Regions from separate parts of the Mus musculus genome. Here all the other regions are linked to region 2. The links are chromatin contacts, called in public Hi-C maps. All regions are on one chromosome and are shown on one strand. Each heading gives the region's core, a stretch centred on a gene start, on an enhancer-like site or on the middle of the called end of the contact. The rest is flanking DNA. Distances are from core to core; before and after follow the strand shown.

Evidence for each region. Hi-C and Micro-C count contacts between places; a contact is called where the count stands out from the background.
Region 1: a contact with region 2 is called in a Hi-C map of the 63-12 cell line, with 2.5 times the contacts expected there. The contact joins two enhancer-like sites. A contact is called at or near these places in 1 of 15 datasets of contacts at CTCF or cohesin (pro-B cells), 5 of 484 Hi-C or Micro-C datasets (the 63-12 cell line, CD4 T cells, bone marrow-derived macrophages and 1 more) and 1 of 9 other capture datasets (embryonic stem cells).
Region 3: a contact with region 2 is called in a Hi-C map of bone marrow-derived macrophages, with 33 read pairs. The contact joins two enhancer-like sites. A contact is called at or near these places in 4 of 484 Hi-C or Micro-C datasets (bone marrow-derived macrophages, muscle stem cells, olfactory sensory neurons and 1 more), 2 of 115 datasets of contacts at active chromatin or transcription factors (extraembryonic endoderm stem cells and trophoblast stem cells) and 3 of 9 other capture datasets (adipose tissue, liver and pancreatic islet).

The regions. Positions count from the first base shown.
Region 1 is chr6:89,128,275-89,131,421 of GRCm38.p6, forward strand. No RefSeq gene overlaps it. Among named protein-coding and RNA genes, the nearest start is that of Gm1965, 11 kb to the right of the region's middle. Within about 2 kb of position 1,412, at least 3 of the 459 cell types and tissues checked have an H3K27ac peak or open chromatin away from gene starts, as enhancers often do. A contact at or near this core is called in the 63-12 cell line, where this site is marked.
Region 2 is chr6:89,310,427-89,313,335 of GRCm38.p6, forward strand. No RefSeq gene overlaps it. Among named protein-coding and RNA genes, the nearest start is that of 4930512J16Rik, 26 kb to the left of the region's middle. Within about 2 kb of position 1,310, at least 18 of the 459 cell types and tissues checked have an H3K27ac peak or open chromatin away from gene starts, as enhancers often do. A contact at or near this core is called in the 63-12 cell line and bone marrow-derived macrophages, where this site is marked.
Region 3 is chr6:89,552,090-89,555,015 of GRCm38.p6, forward strand. The region is part of intron 4 of Chchd6 (coiled-coil-helix-coiled-coil-helix domain containing 6); the gene reads right to left. Among named protein-coding and RNA genes, the nearest start is that of Chchd6, 42 kb to the right of the region's middle. Within about 2 kb of position 1,407, at least 38 of the 459 cell types and tissues checked have an H3K27ac peak or open chromatin away from gene starts, as enhancers often do. A contact at or near this core is called in bone marrow-derived macrophages, where this site is marked.

The DNA of each region.
Region 1 (3,147 bases), core at 162-2,661, 180 kb before region 2:
CCCCTCATCTCATGCACAGTAAAGAACATGGCGCCCTGGGGCCCCTAGAGGGCAGAACTTGCCAACCTTGGGCAGCAATGGGACTCCCTCCATAGTTGAGTATTAGAGGCAGAAGGGAATGATGCTCCAGTAAGAGGGGGTGGAGGAGGAGACAGGCCCAGGCTGAAAGGAGCTGGAGGTATGGACTGTAGGAGCAGAGGCTTCATCGGGTAGAAGTGGTGCTGTCTATCCTGGATCAGAGCCAGCATCTCCATCTTTTCCCCAGAAATCCAGGACGTGGAACTAATCACAATGGTCCTGTGAGGCCCATCAAAGACAGGAGACTTATGTCAGCTCTGACCCATGTCTCCTTCCTGAAGCTCCAGGAAGCCGGGCAGCTGCTATGACAACCTCACTTAAGCCAGACGCCAGTGAGGATAAAGATATGTGTCCTGAGACTCCAAGTTCTCAGAGGTCCTACCTGGAAGACTCTCCTCACCCAAGGACTCCCTCCACAGAGCAGTGGTGACATCTTCATTTCTGATTGGGTCCTGATGGTGCCCTCCATCTCCCCCCACCCCCAGTTGTGGTTTATCATAAAAGGTCTGAGGTTCTGGCTCTCTGAGTAGACATGCTTAGTTGTGAACTCTGGAATCAGCACTTGGACCATGATGCCACTTCACAGTCAACCTAGGAATGAAGGGTATGGAGGATGCCGTCCACTTGAACTTAGATTAAGGATGGCCCGTAATACTGGCCCAACCCACAAACACAAAGGCATCTGCTGTGAGTGGGATACTTCACAGTCTGTAAATCCTGTGTCAATGTAGCCATTCGAAAGATCTGAGCAATGTACAGAGAATGCTAACCATAGAAACCTCGGGTCACAGCAAAGAAGGGCATGGCTTTCTATCTCATAGCCCAGGCTGTGTATGAAAGCCTTTAAGAATCACACACACACACACACACACACACACACACACACACACACACAGAGAGAGAGAGAGAGAGAGAGAGAGAGAGAGAGAAAGAGGCAAAGAGAGAGAGAGAGGCAAAGAGAGACAGAGGCAAAGAGAGACAGAGACAGGGGGAGACAGGGAGAGGCAGAGAGAGAAAAAGAAAGAAAGAAAGAGAGAGAGGAAGGAAGGAAGGAAGGAAGGAAGGAAGAAAGAAAGAAAGAAAGAAAGAAAGAAAGAAAGAAAGAAAGAAAGAAAGAAAGGAAGGAAGGAAGGAAGGAAGAAAGCAAGAAAAAGAAAGGGGGGCAGGAATGTGGTTTCCTTGGTAGAGGGCTCACCTACCCTGCAAAATCCAAGAGCTGCAGAGGGTGGGGTTGTCTTTTATGTCTCAACTCTAATGGATGAGGAGTGAAGGGCAAGGAGTTACAGATGAATTCTGTCAACAGGGCTAGGTTTCCAGCAGAGCTGTGCTGTGGTCCTGGGATAGAAGAGAGACAGGGAGCTGTCTGTGGTAAGGCATTGGGGAGGAAGGAAACTGAGACCTTGGTCCTGTGCAGGATTGAGAAGGGACTGTGTTGGAGGCCTGCAGGGCTAGGACACAGCCTCCTGATGGGAGCCTGAGAGCCACTGAAGCCGTTCAGCCAAGGGGTAACCCGTTTTACATGTCTAGAGCAGTACCATGGCTGGGAAGAGTGGGGGACACTGGAGTAATAAGAGAGCACAAGAGCCAAATTAAGAGACAAGTCAGTGGGCATCAGGCCTGACTGGGGCCGTGGAGGGACAGATGTGGGTGAGGAAGCGTGCTGGGCCTGGAGCTGGGACGAGCAAGATGAGACTGGCAGTTGTGAAGGGAGTGAGGTCAAGGGTACACGTGTGACAGTCGATAAGAACTACCCTGCTTAGGATAAGGCTGTATAGATACCAGGAAGACCTTGATATCACAAGTCCATCCTCGCCAAATTAATGCACTTCACATCATTCTACTTCAAAATTCAATTTTCCTTGCTTTAGATCTGCATAAAATAGTGTTAAAGTGCAAAGCAGCGTTAAAGCAGAGACACGGACTAGAGTAAAATGAGCTCGAAAGGGTGTTCCATTCCCCTCCTATGGGGTCGGGGGTGGTGACTGTGGGGTTTCTGGAGCTGAGAACAGAGGAATGAGCCCACATGCACCGGAGTCCAGAAGAAGAAAACCACTGGTAGGATTGCTCACAGTTAATTCTGTCTGCTGCCCAGAGAGCAAAGCAAGACAATGGAAAAGAAAGAAAAATGTAAATGCATCTTTTACTCTCCTGATGTAATTGTCATCTGGGAGGCTGCCTGCTGAATAAGCTCACCTCCTCTAGCTCTTTCTGAACTCTGGCTGGCTGGTTCAACTCAGCTGTTCTGGCTCAAAGCTTGACTGACTTCAATATCCCTTCTTTCAACTTCTCACTCAACTGCTCTGCTTGGCCTCGGACTAACTCTATCAGTCTGTTCTAATCCTCTGGCTCCTTATGTCTTCACCTGCAACCTGTCTCTGTAAAACTGAAAAGTGTCCCATAAAACTTCCTCTTCCCCTCCTCCTCCTTCTCTTCTCTCCCTCTAACCTCTCCCTGTCCCCCTCAGCCCCTCTCTCTCTGCCCTGCTCTTTCCCCTCTGTTCTCATGAGAATTGGGTGTATGCTGTCTCTGACTCATTCTGTCAAGTTGTTCTCTGATTCAACACTTTGTCTGCCCCTCAATTAGATGTCACTTTGAAGCATGGCTGATTCCTTCTACAAACTAACTTTACCTTCAATGTTTGGTGTTAAAGGTGTGTAATAAAGGAATGTCTATATTCTAGCCAGAGGGATTAAAGGTGGGTGGCATGTCTGCATTCCAGCCAGACCACACAGGCCTAGATGGTCTTTGGATGTGATCCCTTGCCAGATCAGCCATGTTGCTGAATTAAAATTCTTCTACAGAAATATGTCCACCCTATCCTAGCTCTGTTCCTGTCCTCACCCTGCTGACAAACATGTCCTGGATATGGGGACTTTGCTAAATGTTTTGTGTTTGTTGTTTTTTTTTTTTGTTTGTTTGTTTTTTTTCAGCATTGGAGCCCTGCAATTCTGGGAGAGGTAGCTGCAGATGTCTTGGGGGACAAACAACAAAAGATGATTTGGGTATTCCCAGGAAGCTCCGAGGCTCTGGTGTAAGCATCTGGCCACAGTGTGCGTGGTGGAGGGACAG
Region 2 (2,909 bases), core at 60-2,559:
GCATGCTGAGAGCATGCTGGAACCAAGTGGCTCTGCGCTGGCAGCGTCCTAATCCAGGATTAGCCCACCGTGGGATACAGCCTTGGCTTTACCCTTTGTGTTGACGTCTGCAAGTGAGTCACAGTGGTCCCTGACTTGTGGGCAGAAGCCTGAGGGGACAGTTTCAGGTGCATGATGTGTGTGTGTGTGTGTGTCTGTGTGTGTGTGTGTGTGTCTGTCTGTCTGTCCAACTGAGCATACTGCAGTCTCTAAGTTGTCCATATCAGCTCTGAGCAGACACCTGGTCCCAGGTGACAGATGAAGGGCCATTTGCCTCTCAGAAGGGACAGCCACGCTCTGCAGACCTGTCAGGCCTCTCAGGCTGATGTGGCTGAGGGTGGGAAGCAGATGGGCAATGGTCATTGCATGGGGGCAGTATAGATACCTCATGTCTTGGGTCCCAACCCTTAGAATGAGCTTCATAGCTGGACAGCCCAAAGAGGACCCACAACTCTCTCTTCACAGACTCTGCCCCTTGTTACAAAGTAAAATCAAACCAAACCTGCCACTTTTCTTTCAAGGAAGAAAGCTGCCTCTATGGTAGCCTGGTGAGCTCTACCTCACGGAGCAAGCTCTGATTTGCCAGATGTCACATGTCTGCCAGCCCTCAGAGGAGGAGGATTGCGACCCCCGCACTGCCCTCAGCTTGTGGCATCTGTCGTTAAGTGCGTATACACACAGCTCAGTTGGGTTCCCCGATGTGCTTCCAAACCATCTGTGACTTCTCCAATATTGCCCCACAGGGAGGCAGGGTCAGACCTCAGACTTTAAAACTGCCTCAATCCCATGCTATTAAACACATCTTTTTTAGCAGTCTCTGTTTTGAAAATGTCTTGGTTCCAGATCATCTTTCCCAAGAGAAATGGCTGCTCCCTTCCTTTTCTTCTTCCCCAGATGGCTTAAGGTCACCCATGGCACAGCACGTGGGTCTCCTGACACTAGGAAAGAGAGCTCAGGTCCCTTGTCAGCTCCAGAGGAAATGTCACCTTGAACAGCTGGGCAGGCTAAACACTGAATGTCACCATGGGTGATGTGAGCACAGACTGTTCTCTTGGGTGCTGTATCCCATACAGCTTGGGTCCTGGAATCCCAATTAGGAGCAGTGAGGGAATGTAGGAAGGACAGTCAGATGGACATATGTACAGTCAAGCTGGGATGCAGTGAAATTCTGCTCCCTTAGCATATTTATTAGGTATAGCACGAGAGTGGGGTTTTTGCTAGTCTCTACAGGAAGTCTATAGGGAACAGTCTCAGACTGTACACATCCTGGAGGAGGAAGTTGCAGTTGTTAGTCTTTGCACACACTGATAATCATTCATAATACTTGGTCTCCTAAGGAGAGCATGGCCCTCTTGAGTCTGGCCCCATAGGTCTGAGGGTTTGGAGTCCTTCACATGGGTCATCGATGTCAACAACAGCCATTCACTCAGGATGTCACCCATGCAGGGCTTCCTTAGCTCAGCTTCCCACACCTTATAACTCTCCTCTGTCCCTCAGCCCTGAATGGCCCTGTCAGTTACTTGTTCTTTTGACCCCAGCAGCCTTCTCCTTCACTTAGCTCCTGGGTCTTGACAGGCTGCAGCCAACATCAGGGGCACAGTCCACCCCAGGAAATGTCCTCTTGTACAGCTGGGCAGGTTGTCTCCTTCCCTCTCTTCAGTCCCACCAGGAAAGGCAGGATCTTTCTGGCCTGACCTCTTACCCCTTGATCTCTACACATGAACTCTTCTGATGGGCACTCAAGGCAGCTCAAAGGCTTAGCTACTCCTCCTTCGTGCCCATCACCAGGATGTTTCAAACAGTAAGTCAGCCTGTCTGACTTTTTCACAAGCCTTCCCCGACTTCTGCCAGTGGCAAAGTGCAGTAAGGAGGTGATCCGATGTTCCTGCCCAGCTCAGCTACCCTGCCCACCGCATTAGTGGACACAAGTGCATCTAAGTCATTTACTCCTAGAAAGACAAGTGGGATTCTGGGTCTTCTAAAATCTTATTAGATTCACTCACTCGTTTGTTTCTTTGTTTATGAGCAAATAGGGCGGGTACTTATCGGTTCCAGGGGTGCAACTTAGGTTGGGTCATTAGGTTAGGTTAGATAATAAGTGATTTCACCAGCTGAGCTCATCTTGTCTGTATACGGCTCTTGCTTGAGCAAAAATTCTGTGTTCTTCCTCTGGTCCTTTTGGTCTTAGCCAATGAGCAAAAGCCGGGAGGAATGTGTCAGTTCCTCTGTGGAGCCTTCCAGGTTCCTGGCTTGCGCTTTTGGGCTTCAGTTTGTGTGGGCCTGGCACCGCTGGGTATGGTAAGTTCCCTACCACACAGATATGACATGGAACCGCAGCAGAGACCCTCCCAGGTAAAAATGAGGGGATCTGGAAAGGGAAGCACACAGGATCACAGAAACAGTAGGACAGAGAGCTTGACTGGGGACAGCTCTGAATAAAGATCATGGCCAGACCCAAGCTGTAGGTAAGCTGGTGGGCTGACAGTGAAACCAGAGTTCATGGACAAGAAGAGCTAAGTTTCTGTTTTAGTTCAAAGGTGTGAACAAACATCTCTTGATAGTAGATAGTGCTGGGGACCCTTCTGAAATGAAGAGCTGAAAGAGCTGGGCGGGCTCTCTTTGACAGCCAAAAGCCACAACTGGTTGGAGTGGTCCAGGGACAATCAAGAGGTTCCTCTGCCACCATCTGTCCGCCTTCTTACCTCTCAGTTGTTCAGGTAGCAAGAGAATGAAACACATGTTCACGCACATGCACACACGTGCACACACAAACACTCACACACAAACTCACACCCTGACTGGTGCAAAGCCCACACAAGAACCCTGGGATGCAGCAGGCTGTATTGGGCTGTATTGGGCTGTATTGGGCT
Region 3 (2,926 bases), core at 157-2,656, 240 kb after region 2:
CTAACCCTGAGGAATGACAGTCACTATGGCAAGCACCTTGTGAGTAACACCAACTTTCAGTGAGCTGGGAATGTATGTATGCTGTGCCCTTGAGACCACTGTAGTACAAGAGCTTGCAAGACAGGAGGACAAAACCCAGAGCTCTCTTTTCACCCACTACTACCTAAAGGACAGTCATGAAGGCTCTGAGCAACTACTAGGAAGCAACAAAGGCATTAAGGCCAAAACAGGTGGGGGCAGCTGATCAGTGTCTTGGAGTGGCTGCCAAGAAACCGAGAAGAATATGGCTAGGACCAGCTCTCTGAGAAAGACATCCCTACAGAGACCTTCCATATTTACATGAGACCCCACCCTGCTGTGGAGTTGGCAGCAACCAATTCAGGGCAAGCCAGAGCTATGGTAGGCATGCAGGCCAGCTACAGCATGCTCATAGGAATGTCACAGATGATCTTGCCATGTCATCCTCCTGGAGACTCTCCAGAAGGACACAGAAGAATAGGACTCTTGCCACTAGACCCTGGCTTCTTCAGAGAAATGAGCAGCAGTGGCTGTACTGGGAGCCAGCATTAGGATCCTTTAACCTAATGGCTATTCACCACAGTTCAAGTCACCGCTAGGTTAGCTGAGTTCCCTCCATGTCTTCTCCGGGCCTTGAAAAAAAAATCTCCCTTGCTGCCAAAACTGGCAGTCCATCCGCCTACAAGAAAGTCAGAATCTGCTTGTTTTGTGCAAAGACGCCAAGAAAAGGCGCTTGAAGGATGTCACCAGCTCTTAGAGAAGATGGTGCAAGGAACCCTCTGTCTCCTAACCATCTGTCTGAGGACAAAGTCCACAGAGCCACCCTTAATCCCACCCTAATTTGAGGCATTAGGCTATGAGCAGCCTGGACTACACAGCCTGAGAAAACAGTAACCTATGGTTGATAAGGGAATGACCCAGACCATCCCTCCTCAAACCTCAGCATTTCTCACCCTGCCCCCCCATCTAAGCCCAACTGTGCCTCTATTGCTCTGGACTCAAGCCAAGCTGCCACCAGCAACATCCTCGGAAAGAAGCAAACCACAGCAAGAAGAGGGAGCCCATCCTCCAGCCAGTGCATTACAGGGGCTGGAAGATCTCCTTCTCTGATTCTCAGGGGCACCACTTGGTCTCTTGAACTGCAGCAAGCCTAGGGCAGCCACAACAGGAGAGTAGAGTTAGCAAAATCAAAGGCTAGGAGAGAGGTGGAGAGTCTGCCAGAAGAAAAGGCATCTCTGGCTTCCTAACCAGGTTCAGTGTCTCTAGAATCAGCAGTTACAGACCCACTAAAAGGCATTTGGGCAAGAGGACCCTTGCTCTCCATCCCACTGGGTCTTTTGCAGCATTTCAATCGTCCCCACCAACAAGTGGCCCAGGACTGCCACCTAGTGGACTCTGCTCAATAAGCACGACAGAGAGGGGCCAGACCCGAGAGAGGTTGGGGGTGGATGTACAGCAGTGTGACCTCATTCCCAAGATTCAGTGGGATTCTCCCAAGCTGTGCAATAAGCCAAACTTTTGAGAAAACAGTTACCCAGGAGTCAGAGTGAAAAGCAGAAAGAAGTCAGTTTATGAGTCTGTCCTCCTTCCCAACTTTTCCCAAGAGCAGACAGCAGCTTCCCTGCTCACACCTGCCCTATGGCAGTACAGGAAAGGAAATTCATGGAGTAGGCACACCAATTCCAAATGCCCTTCTATGCTGCTCCTTCCAGAGATTTCAGGACATGAACTTCTTAGAAAATACTTTCCATGGCCATAGGAAGTGGCTCACTGTGGACACAAGAGGTGCTCCCGAGAGGAAGATAGGAACCCAGATCGAGTATGTCTGGTAAAGGGTTGCACAGACCTAGTATACGTCAATGTCCGGGGCCCCTCTGCCTCCCTTTGCTTCCTAGCCAGGATGAGATGAGCAACTTAGCTTTGCCATGTCCTTCCACCTGCCTCCTCACTGCCAGAAATATAGCCAGCTATGAGCAGAGAGTTCTGAAACCATGAGCCCAAGCAAGCGGTACCTCCCTTTCAACTGTATCTCTCAAGTATTCGTCACCGTGGCCAGCACAGTTCCTAATGGCTCCTAGAGAACAGAAGCCACACAGAGTTCAGAACAAGATGAATGTGGGAGTCACTGAGGGTGGGGCAGTGAGGAGGCAACAGCAGAGAGTGAGAATTTCCATCTGTCCCCAACAGCCATGCCTCCCTCCTCCACTGTGACAGAGCTTCAGCTTGACGACAGTTAGACACAATTCCTAAACAGCTTATAGCTGAGAGAGGCCACAGGACCGTCCAGCCAACAGGACATGTCTAGAAATGGTGTGCTCAGTTCTGTTCTTGCTTTTAAACTGGCCGTGATCTCACCAGGCCCCCCTCCCCATCAGGGAGAGCTGGAGCAACCACCTGGAAGCCACACATGCTGAGGCTGGAAACCCTACGAGCCCAGACCACCGAGCTATGGAAAAGGGTGCTGGGTCTTTCTACTTGTGTCACTCACTGTGCTGCTGGGCTCCCAGTCAATATCCTGCCTATCTACTCAGTCCTCCAAGACAATCAGTGTCCTGTCTGATCATCACAACTTTCCCTGGGATGGTGGTGAGCCTCCCACTGATCTTGCCTCCTCCACTCTGAGCCCTCCTCCACCTTGATAAAGACCTACCATAAGCTCCCTCCTATCTCCAACCCTGACTGTCCCCTCTGCTTGAGAAATCTTGTGACTTGAGGACTCCCTTGCTTGCCCCTTTTAAGTCACAGCTTTCTCAGCTTATGACCCCAGGCTTGTCAACGAGTTCTCCTCCTCTGACCTTGACTGCAGTGCTGCCGCTCCTCATCCTCAGACCTCTCCCCCTCCTCCCTCAGTCTAAGTCCTACTGACCCTCAGGCTTGGTCCAAGTGTCAGTTTCTCAGAGAAGCCTCT